Regions from separate parts of the Sus scrofa genome. Here regions 2 and 3 are each linked to region 1. A link is a contact called in public HiChIP or PLAC-seq and promoter capture Hi-C data. All regions are on one chromosome and are shown on one strand. Each heading gives the region's core, a stretch centred on a gene start, on an enhancer-like site or on the middle of the called end of the contact. The rest is flanking DNA. Distances are from core to core; before and after follow the strand shown. Region 1 holds the start of NAA38 (N-alpha-acetyltransferase 38, NatC auxiliary subunit). Region 2 holds the start of CNTROB (centrobin). Region 3 overlaps GUCY2D (retinal guanylyl cyclase 1).

What was found. Promoter capture Hi-C pulls out the DNA fragments that hold promoters and counts their contacts. HiChIP or PLAC-seq counts read pairs in DNA pulled down with a chosen protein or histone mark.
Region 2: a contact with region 1 is called in a promoter capture Hi-C map of fetal liver, with 2.5 times the contacts expected there. The contact joins the promoter of CNTROB here to the promoter of NAA38 in region 1. A contact is called at or near these places in 2 of 5 promoter capture datasets (fetal liver and liver), 12 of 47 Hi-C or Micro-C datasets (blood, embryonic fibroblasts, fetal skeletal muscle and 5 more) and 2 of 2 datasets of contacts at active chromatin or transcription factors (alveolar macrophages and skeletal muscle).
Region 3: a contact with region 1 is called in an H3K27ac HiChIP or PLAC-seq map of alveolar macrophages. The contact joins the enhancer-like site here to the promoter of NAA38 in region 1. A contact is called at or near these places in 2 of 5 promoter capture datasets (fetal liver and liver), 28 of 47 Hi-C or Micro-C datasets (adipocytes, adipose tissue, alveolar macrophages and 16 more) and 2 of 2 datasets of contacts at active chromatin or transcription factors (alveolar macrophages and skeletal muscle).

The regions. Positions count from the first base shown.
Region 1 is chr12:53,111,114-53,113,813 of Sscrofa11.1, reverse strand. NAA38 (N-alpha-acetyltransferase 38, NatC auxiliary subunit) reads left to right here and starts at 1,327. Exons shown (of 4, transcript XM_013990020.1): 1 at 1,327-1,366; 2 at 1,535-1,871; 3 at 2,062-2,245; 4 at 2,406-2,565. The coding sequence starts at 1,791. The coding sequence ends at 2,518.
Region 2 is chr12:53,179,755-53,182,454 of Sscrofa11.1, reverse strand. CNTROB (centrobin) reads right to left here and starts at 1,359. Exons shown (of 19, transcript XM_021066317.1): 1 at 203-1,359. The coding sequence starts at 475. TRAPPC1 (trafficking protein particle complex subunit 1) reads left to right here and starts at 1,474. Exons shown (of 5, transcript XM_005657035.3): 1 at 1,474-1,585; 2 at 1,696-1,794; 3 at 1,943-2,013; 4 at 2,352-2,490. The coding sequence starts at 1,696.
Region 3 is chr12:53,218,669-53,221,368 of Sscrofa11.1, reverse strand. The region is part of intron 1 of GUCY2D (retinal guanylyl cyclase 1); the gene reads right to left. Among named protein-coding and RNA genes, the nearest start is that of GUCY2D, 19 kb to the right of the region's middle. Within about 2 kb of position 1,393, at least 1 of the 83 cell types and tissues checked has an H3K27ac peak or open chromatin away from gene starts, as enhancers often do. A contact at or near this core is called in alveolar macrophages, where this site is marked.

The DNA of each region.
Region 1 (2,700 bases), core at 78-2,577:
AGAGTGCTTCCCTTGGCCGATAGTGGCTTAAGGCATTCCACAGTCCCAGAAATAAAGATGGAGCTCCAGCATGCAATGAATGGCCCCCAAATCCTACCAGCCTTTAGGGCAGCCACTTCTAATAAACAGTTGGCCCTAAAGTCACTGCCCCCTCACCTCATCTCCACAATAGAGCAGGCTAATAAGAGAGTCCACCTGCAACTGCTGTTCAAAATTCAACATGAACTTGGGAGGACCAAACTACGACGCCCAAACTACCCTGGACTTCTGAGGGAGTCTCTCACACCTTGTGGCTCAGCCACTCCTCGAATTGCTAACCCCGGGGACCTACATGGTCGTCTTCTTCCCTTGGTCACCCGTAAAAGCGGAAAAAAAATACAGCTGCCACTAGTTACGGAGAGCTGCTGGCCTGCAGATCTGCGAGGAGGTTTGCTGGGACTCCCAGTTCCTTCTCACCTGCCCCCAGGCACCAGTTCTCACCTCCAGCGTGTGTTCCTGCGACGTGAGCGTGTTAATGATGCGGATAGTCCGGGTCTTGGCGGACAGCCGCCCCACCTCGTAACGCGACCCCTGCCACCAAGGCTTCCCGAAATCATTGGCCCAGTCCGAACGCGGCAGCTGAGGTGGCACGTGCAGAAAGCGGCCCCAGGGGGTGCGGTATCTCAGGCAACCGGTCAGCGGATCTATGTGCTTGCGGATCTTTAAAGTAGGGTTTGGCGGAGGGGGGTCTGAGCAGTCACTATCTCGGGCTCCGGTCAGCCCCTCCGCCTCGTCCCCGCTCTACAGTGCCCCTCCCCCCAACCCCAGGTTCCAGCAGAACTCACGTCTCCGGTGTCTGGGTCGAACCAGTGGCTGATGTCCTGGCCCGCAACTTCCACGATGGGTTTCAGCAGCAGGTCTCCTGGGAAGGGGCATTCGTGTCAGTGCTAGACACCCAAGAACCAAGCACCCCCAAACGCACGCCCGACGCCGGCCCAAAAGTGCAGCCCTTACCCTTGTACTCCTGTGCCAACGGCGTCAGGTCGTACACGTTTCCCAGGTAAGACACCCAGAGGTCTTCCAGCTGGTTGTGTTGGGCCACCTCGGCCGGCGTGAAATAGCGACGCTGGAAATACTCAAAGTCTGGCCCGGCCACTAGGCCCCGGCGCAGCATGGCTCTCGCCCTCTCACCGGCTCCTTCAGTTGCGCTCTTGCTTTTCAGCGCGCACTCACTACCGCATCCTCCCTCTCGTCCGGGAACTAAGGAGAGGGCGTTTATCCGCTGACATGGAAACCATTGTCCTTTTCCGGCCACCGTCTGTCAAGATCAGACGCTGTGAGGGCGAGGTGGGGCTCACGGGAAACGTGGTCCGATTCCGACGTTGAAGTAATTGAGTGGTGTCCTCCGGAGTTCCGGGGGGAGGAAAAGACCCTCCGTTTTAATTTTGAGTGGCCTGGGCTATAGGGAGTGCTTGGGACGTACTATCTCGCGAGGCAGAAAAACAAGGGAGTGGGGAGTGCGATTAAGAAAAAAGGTATTCTCGCTTCCTTCCAGGGTTCCTAAAGGATATGTAAGAACCGAGAGAGGTGAAAACTTCTCGCGATATCTGAGGACATCCGGCGACCTAGACCTCAGCGAGCCGTTCGCCGAAGCAGGAGACGCTCGCGAGATCTCTGCAGTTGCCGAGGAGACGAGGAGGGGAGGTGATCTCGCGAAAGAAAACAGGTCGGGAGCGCTCGCGAGATCTCAGACCCCCCGGAGCCGAAAGGTTCTCAGCAAGTTGAAGGGCCTGGAGGAGGCCCGCGGACAAATGGCCGGAGCTGGACCAACTATGCTGCTACGAGAGGAGAATGGCTGTTGCAGCCGGCGTCAAAGCAGCTCCAGCGCCGGGGTTAGCGCGGGCTCGGGTTCTGGGATTGAGGGGCCGTCGGGGAGTAAAGTGGGAGGACGGAGGGAGAACTGCAGCTCCCGGCAGCCTCTGGGCTTCCTGCGAGCGCCCCGCGGGCTGTTGGGAGCTGTGGTTCCTCGGGCGGGCAGCAGCCGGGGCGGTGCGGTCTGAGCACATGTCCCGCCCCGCGCAGGACTCAGACGGGGAGCGCGAAGACTCGCCGTCTGCGCGCGCTAGGCAGCAGCTGGAGGCGCTGCTCAACAAGACTATGCGGATTCGCATGACAGATGGACGGACACTGGTCGGTTGCTTCCTCTGCACCGACCGCGACTGCAATGTTATCCTAGGCTCGGCGCAGGAGTTCCTCAAGCCGTCGGGTCAGTGCCTGGGGAATGCATACCCGCCTGGGAATGCCTCGGAGCATTTCCCCTTCAGGGCCTGGCTGTATCCCTCATTTTCGGGGGCCAGAAGCTGTAGCTCAGAAGGGGCGGGACCGACGCTGGCCTGCCTCCCTGATGCTCTGATCCTTCTTTCCAGATTCCTTCTCTGCCGGGGAACCCCGTGTGCTGGGCCTAGCTATGGTACCTGGACACCACATCGTTTCTATTGAGGTGCAAAGAGAGAGCCTGGCGGGGCCTCCCTATCTCTGAGCCCGACCGCGCATGCCTTTCAAACTTCATTAAACCTGTCACTGACATGGCCTGTGTCTGTGTGTGGTTGGGATGCGGGGGGCAAGGATTGCACACCTCCCCCCTAGAGGAAGAAGAGGTTTATCTGAGGTCGGGGGCACTCTCAGCGCTCCTTCCACGTCTAGTGCTGCCAGAGGTGCCCT
Region 2 (2,700 bases), core at 110-2,609, 69 kb before region 1:
TTTCCAAATTATGGAGGCCAGGCCACTCGCTCCCTCATAAACATTTGCTTGCTTCCAGGAACCACCACGACTTGACTTGTGTAGCTAAAAGGAATTAGGAATCCAATGATAGGAGTTCAAGTCTCAATACAGCTTTTTTTTTTTTTTTTTTAAACCACACCCAATCCCAAGACTCTAGAGGTGCCCAAAACACTTCCCTCACCTTTTTCTTCAAGTTGTTCTCCAATCCAACCGACAAGCTGCGACTCAGCTCTTGGGCTAAGCCATCTAACACCTCATGAGGAGGTGGGGAGGTGGAGGGTAAATACAACTGAGCTCGGGCTGTGGTCTCTGCCTGACGACTGAGGTGCAAAGACGAATAGAGCTGGGAGGTCACCTCAGAGGATGCCTGGTTCAGCCCCGGAGCTTCTGATGACTCACTCAGGAGATCCTTGGCCCGGAGAGGTGAACTGGGGCTGGTAGCTGATGTTGCCATGAGCACAGGGAAGAGACAACTGGAAACAGCAGAGCTGGGAACTCCTGGTTCTGCTTCAGGAGAGCCCAGGGGGGAAAGTAACGGAGAAGGAAGATGTGGGAGAAAGGAGAAAGCCTCCAAGCAAAGGATCCTTGTCGAATGAGGTTATGGAGGCTTTCTGGTTAGAGGAAAGGTTTCCAACAGTTCCAGAGGCCATGGGAGAGGGCAAAAGAGCTTCTTTCCACAGCTGTGGGGAACGGTGCAAAAGGAGGGTGCAGCAAGGAGGCGGTGGGGACAGAAGACCCACTGCGCGGCAAGAGCACCACTGCAGTTTCTCTGGAGTGTTGAAAGCTGCAGATCAACTTCTGGTACAGGCCATCACACCCAGTGCGTGCAAAGTGAAACGGACCCAAATCTAACTGGGACCCAAATTCCGTCCTGCTGCCTTATTTGCCCCTCAACTGGCTCCAGTCTCAAGAAATGCAGGAACCTCACGTTCCCCACCACCCCACACCCCTCCGCCCACCACCTGTTCTACCCAGGGTCAGCTGTCCTGTACATCCCCTCCAATCCCCCCCAGGAAGAAAGCCATAGCAAGGTTCCCTAGAATCCCTCCCTCCCTACTACCCCAAAGGAAACTTTGCGAACACTCGGTCACGCCCTCAGACGTCCCTAAAAAGTGCGCCGCACTCAACCCAGCCGGAGATCCTCTACCCCCGCCACCCCATTCCAACTACTCTCCACACCTCCAGAACTCAGCCCCGCAGTCTTCCAAGGTGGGGATAAGGGATTGCCCCCTCCCCCGAGCCTCAGCCCGTGAAGACCAAGACAACTCCCTTCTCGCGCCCTTCCCTACACTCAAAACCGTTGGGAGCCTCCCGCCCACCGTCCGCAGCCCCGCCTCGCTCGCCTCGGTGACGTCACCAGCCCAGGAACCCTTGCTCTCAGTCGCCCTCAAAGCTTCTAGAGCCGGACGGCCTAAGCGCGCGTGCGCTGAGCCGCCGGCCGCGGATTGGCTGAGAGAGGCATAGGGGCGGAGTTATTCCTCCGCCGCAGTAGCGTGTGGACCGGGTGGGGCGGGGCTCCGCGGAAACCGGAAGTACCGAGTGACGGGCACTAGGAGCAGTTCCGGTGAGTCCCGGGAAGGGATCCCCGGCCACTTGGAGGGATACCGGACAGAGAACTGGCGCCCACGGAGAGTGGGCGGAGCGGGACCGAGGCTCGTATTCTCTGCCCTGCAGATGACTGTCCACAATCTGTACCTGTTTGACCGGAATGGAGTGTGTCTGCATTACAGCGAGTGGCACCGCAAGAAACAAGCGGGGATCCCCAAGGAGGAGGTGACGAGTGGGCCCCTTGCATCCTGAATGACTTCACATCTCCAAATGCACATAGTCCCAGTCCAGCTCCTCCTCGCCAAGCCCGGCTTGTTCCCATCCCTACCGCGTCTTCTTTAACAAAGAGCTAACTCTGCCCTTCTCCCTCCAGGAGTACAAGCTGATGTACGGGATGCTCTTCTCAATCCGCTCCTTTGTCAGCAAGATGTCCCCGCTAGACATGTACGCAGAGTCAGATGTTGAGGGAGGAGGGAAGTGGGAAGTGGGGAAAACTTTCCGGAGTGGAAGGACATTGGCCTCCAGAGAGGGTAAAGAGACAGAGAGGCTGCATCCGGAGCGGGAGTGCTGGAGCTGGCAGGAGCAGCGGTGGGACCGATCTGAAGCTAGAGAGGTTGGGTGTGGGGGCTAAATTGAGGTGTGAAGATGGGAGGCGTCTTTACTCAACCAGGCTTCTACAAACGATATGTTTAGAGAAGAGGGAGTCGACCTAGAGGGGATCAGAAGTATCTCTTTGGAAGAGATTCTGTTCCCATTTCTTAACATCCTCCTCATCTCTGCAGGAAGGATGGCTTCCTGGCCTTCCAGACTAGCCGTTACAAGCTCCATTACTACGAGACGCCCACTGGGATCAAAGTTGTCATGAATACTGACCTGGGCGTGGGACCCATCCGAGATGTGCTGCACCACATCTACAGTGCGGTCAGTGCCAGTTCCTAAGGCCCTTCCCCCAAAGCTTCAATAGCCATGGTCACTTCGAGCCCGGGAATCCTTCAGCTTCCCTGCCCTAATCCTACTGTACTGTGTCTATTGCAGTCATTGTTTTCTTGGGACCCTTTAGGTCCTTATATACTCCCAGCACCAGTTTCTCCCCAAGAGGGTTTGCCTCCCAGTCCTTGATCCCTGTGCATC
Region 3 (2,700 bases), core at 144-2,643, 110 kb before region 1:
CCACTCAAATTCCAAAACAATTAAGACCTTTGTTTTTCCATCTACAGATGAACGGATAAAGAAGATGTGGTGTATATGCACAGTGGAATACTACTCAGCCATAAAAAAGAATGCAAATTTTGCCATGTGCAGCAACGTGGATGGACTTGGAAGGCATTATGCTAAGTGGAGTACGTCAGAGAAGTGTATGATATCACTTACATGTGACATCTGAAAAATACAACAAACTAGTGAATAGAACCAAAAACAAGCAGACTCACAGATACAGGGAACAAAATAAAGGTTACCTGTGGGGAAGGGGTATGGGGAGGGGTAAGAGAGGGGTAGGGGGTTCCAAGGCACAAATTACTATGTATAAAATAAGCTACAAAGACATATTATACAACATAGAGGATATAGTCAATATTTTATTTTATTTTGTCTTTTTAGGGCCTTGCCTGCAGCATATGGAGGTTCCCAGGCTAGGGGTCGAATGGGAGCTATAGCTGCCAGCTTACACCGCAGCCACAGCAAGGCAGGATCTGAGCCATATCTGCGACCTACACCACAGCCCATGGTGTAATGCCAGATCCTTAACCCACTGAGGGAGGCCAGGGATTGAACCTTCATCCTTATGGTTACTAGTCAGATTCATTTCCGCTGAGCCATGATGGGACCTCCCAATATTTTATAATAACTATAAATGGAATATAACCTTGAAAAATTATAGATCACTCACTATATTGTATACTTGTAACTTACATAGTATGTGTATCAACTCTACTTCAATTTAAAAAAAAAGACCTCTGTTTTGACCTCTCCAATACCCACTTTATTCATCCCATTTTTAAATTACCATTTAAACATTTCCACCTTGCTGGGGTGAGTTCTTAACCTCTCCTCTTTACCTTTCCCCAATCTCCTACAAAGCAGCCCAATTTTCTTTTCTATCTGTTGTTTCATCATAGTTTTTGCCAGTGGTAGTGGCATGAGGCTAGCAGCTCTAACTCAGGCTGGCTGGAATTCAAGTCTGGCCCAGTAAGGTGCACCTGCCACCCTGCCTCGCTTTCATTTTAGCTATTATGGAAAACAACAGCCAAGAGAATGTTTCTTGTTACACTGTATTTCCTCATGCATGAGCCAGCTGCTCAGGAATTAAATCCATTATGTCAAAATTCTATTGGTAACTGTTTTGTGTGTTTTGCTTTGGTTTTTGGCCACACCCTCGGCAGCATGTGGAAGTTCCTGGGCCAGGGATCAAACTTGAACCGCAGCTGCAACCTATGCCAGATCCTTAACCCACTGTGTCACACTGGGAACTCCCTCTAGGTAACTTTTGCCTGGAGTAACTGATCAGCTTCAGCTGCTGTTCCATATCATGAGTGACTGGTAGTCATCCAGAGATCAAAAGTTCATCAGCCCCCTTCCTTCCTCTTTCCAAACCACATGTTTCAGTGAGTCAGGGTCATTCTAGAGAATCCCACTTGTGAGGCCAACTGCGAAAGGTTAGGCCACTTTTCCCTGCAGTCCCTACAAAGGACTGTCCTCCATATTGACGCTAATTGCAAGTTTGGGGATTCGCCAAACCACCCTCAGTTTCTACCATCCACTAGAAGGACCCACAGAACACTCTGAAAGCAGCTGTACTCATGGCTGCAGATTATCACAGAGAAAGGCTACAGATTAAAATCAGCCAAGGGAAGAGATGCACAGGACAGAGACCAGAGGATCCGGTGTGGAGATGCCATTGTTCTCCCCCTGTGGAGTCACGTCAGTGCCAGCTCCTTCCAGCTATGATATGTGACAGTACACACAGACTACTGCCAACCAGAGAAGATTACCCAAGCCTTGGTACCCAGAGTTTTTACTGGAACTCAATCACATATTGCCCACATGGCTGACCTTTCGTCTTCAGCTCTCCTGGAGATCAGGCTCATATCTTTATTGCCTTTTTTGGGGGGGGCATACTCTCAGCATACGCAAGTTCCAAGCCTAGGGGTAGAATTTGAACTGCAGCTCATGGCCTATGCCACAGCCACAGCCACACCAGATCTGAGCCACATCTGTGGCCTACACCACAGCTCATGGCAACACAGGATCCTTAACCCACTGAGCAGGTCAGGAATCGAACCTGCATCCTCATGGATACTAGTCGGATTCGTTTCTGCTGTGCCCCAACAAGAACTCCCAGGCTGTTATCTTTAGTTTCCAGTCCCTCTAGAAGCAGAACGGATACCATTATCTCCACCAAAAGACACTATCGTAAATCACACTGTTAGACTGTGCCTTCACTACGCAAGTAGGCAAATTTTCTCAAATAGAATAACAAAAGGTATGAACCATAGAACGACTACTAACATGTAAATTCTCGAAATAAAAACCGTGCTCTTCAAAAGTATCTTAAGAAAATGAAAAGACAAGTCAGAGACAGGGAGAAAATATTTTGAATATATAGAGTATTTGACAAAAGACTTGTGTTCAGAATATGTAAAGAACCTCACAACTCAGTAAGGAGACAAATGACCCCAATAAATAATGGGCAAAAAATGTGAAGAGACCCTTCACAAAAGAAGAAACGAGTGGTTAACGGGCACATGGAAAAAATGTTTAACGTCTTTAGCTATTGCGGTGATGCACGTAAAAACCTGCCCTGAGGTACCACTACCCGCATTAGCACGGCTACGATGCAAAAAGTCAAAAGAAGTTGTTGAAGAGGATGTG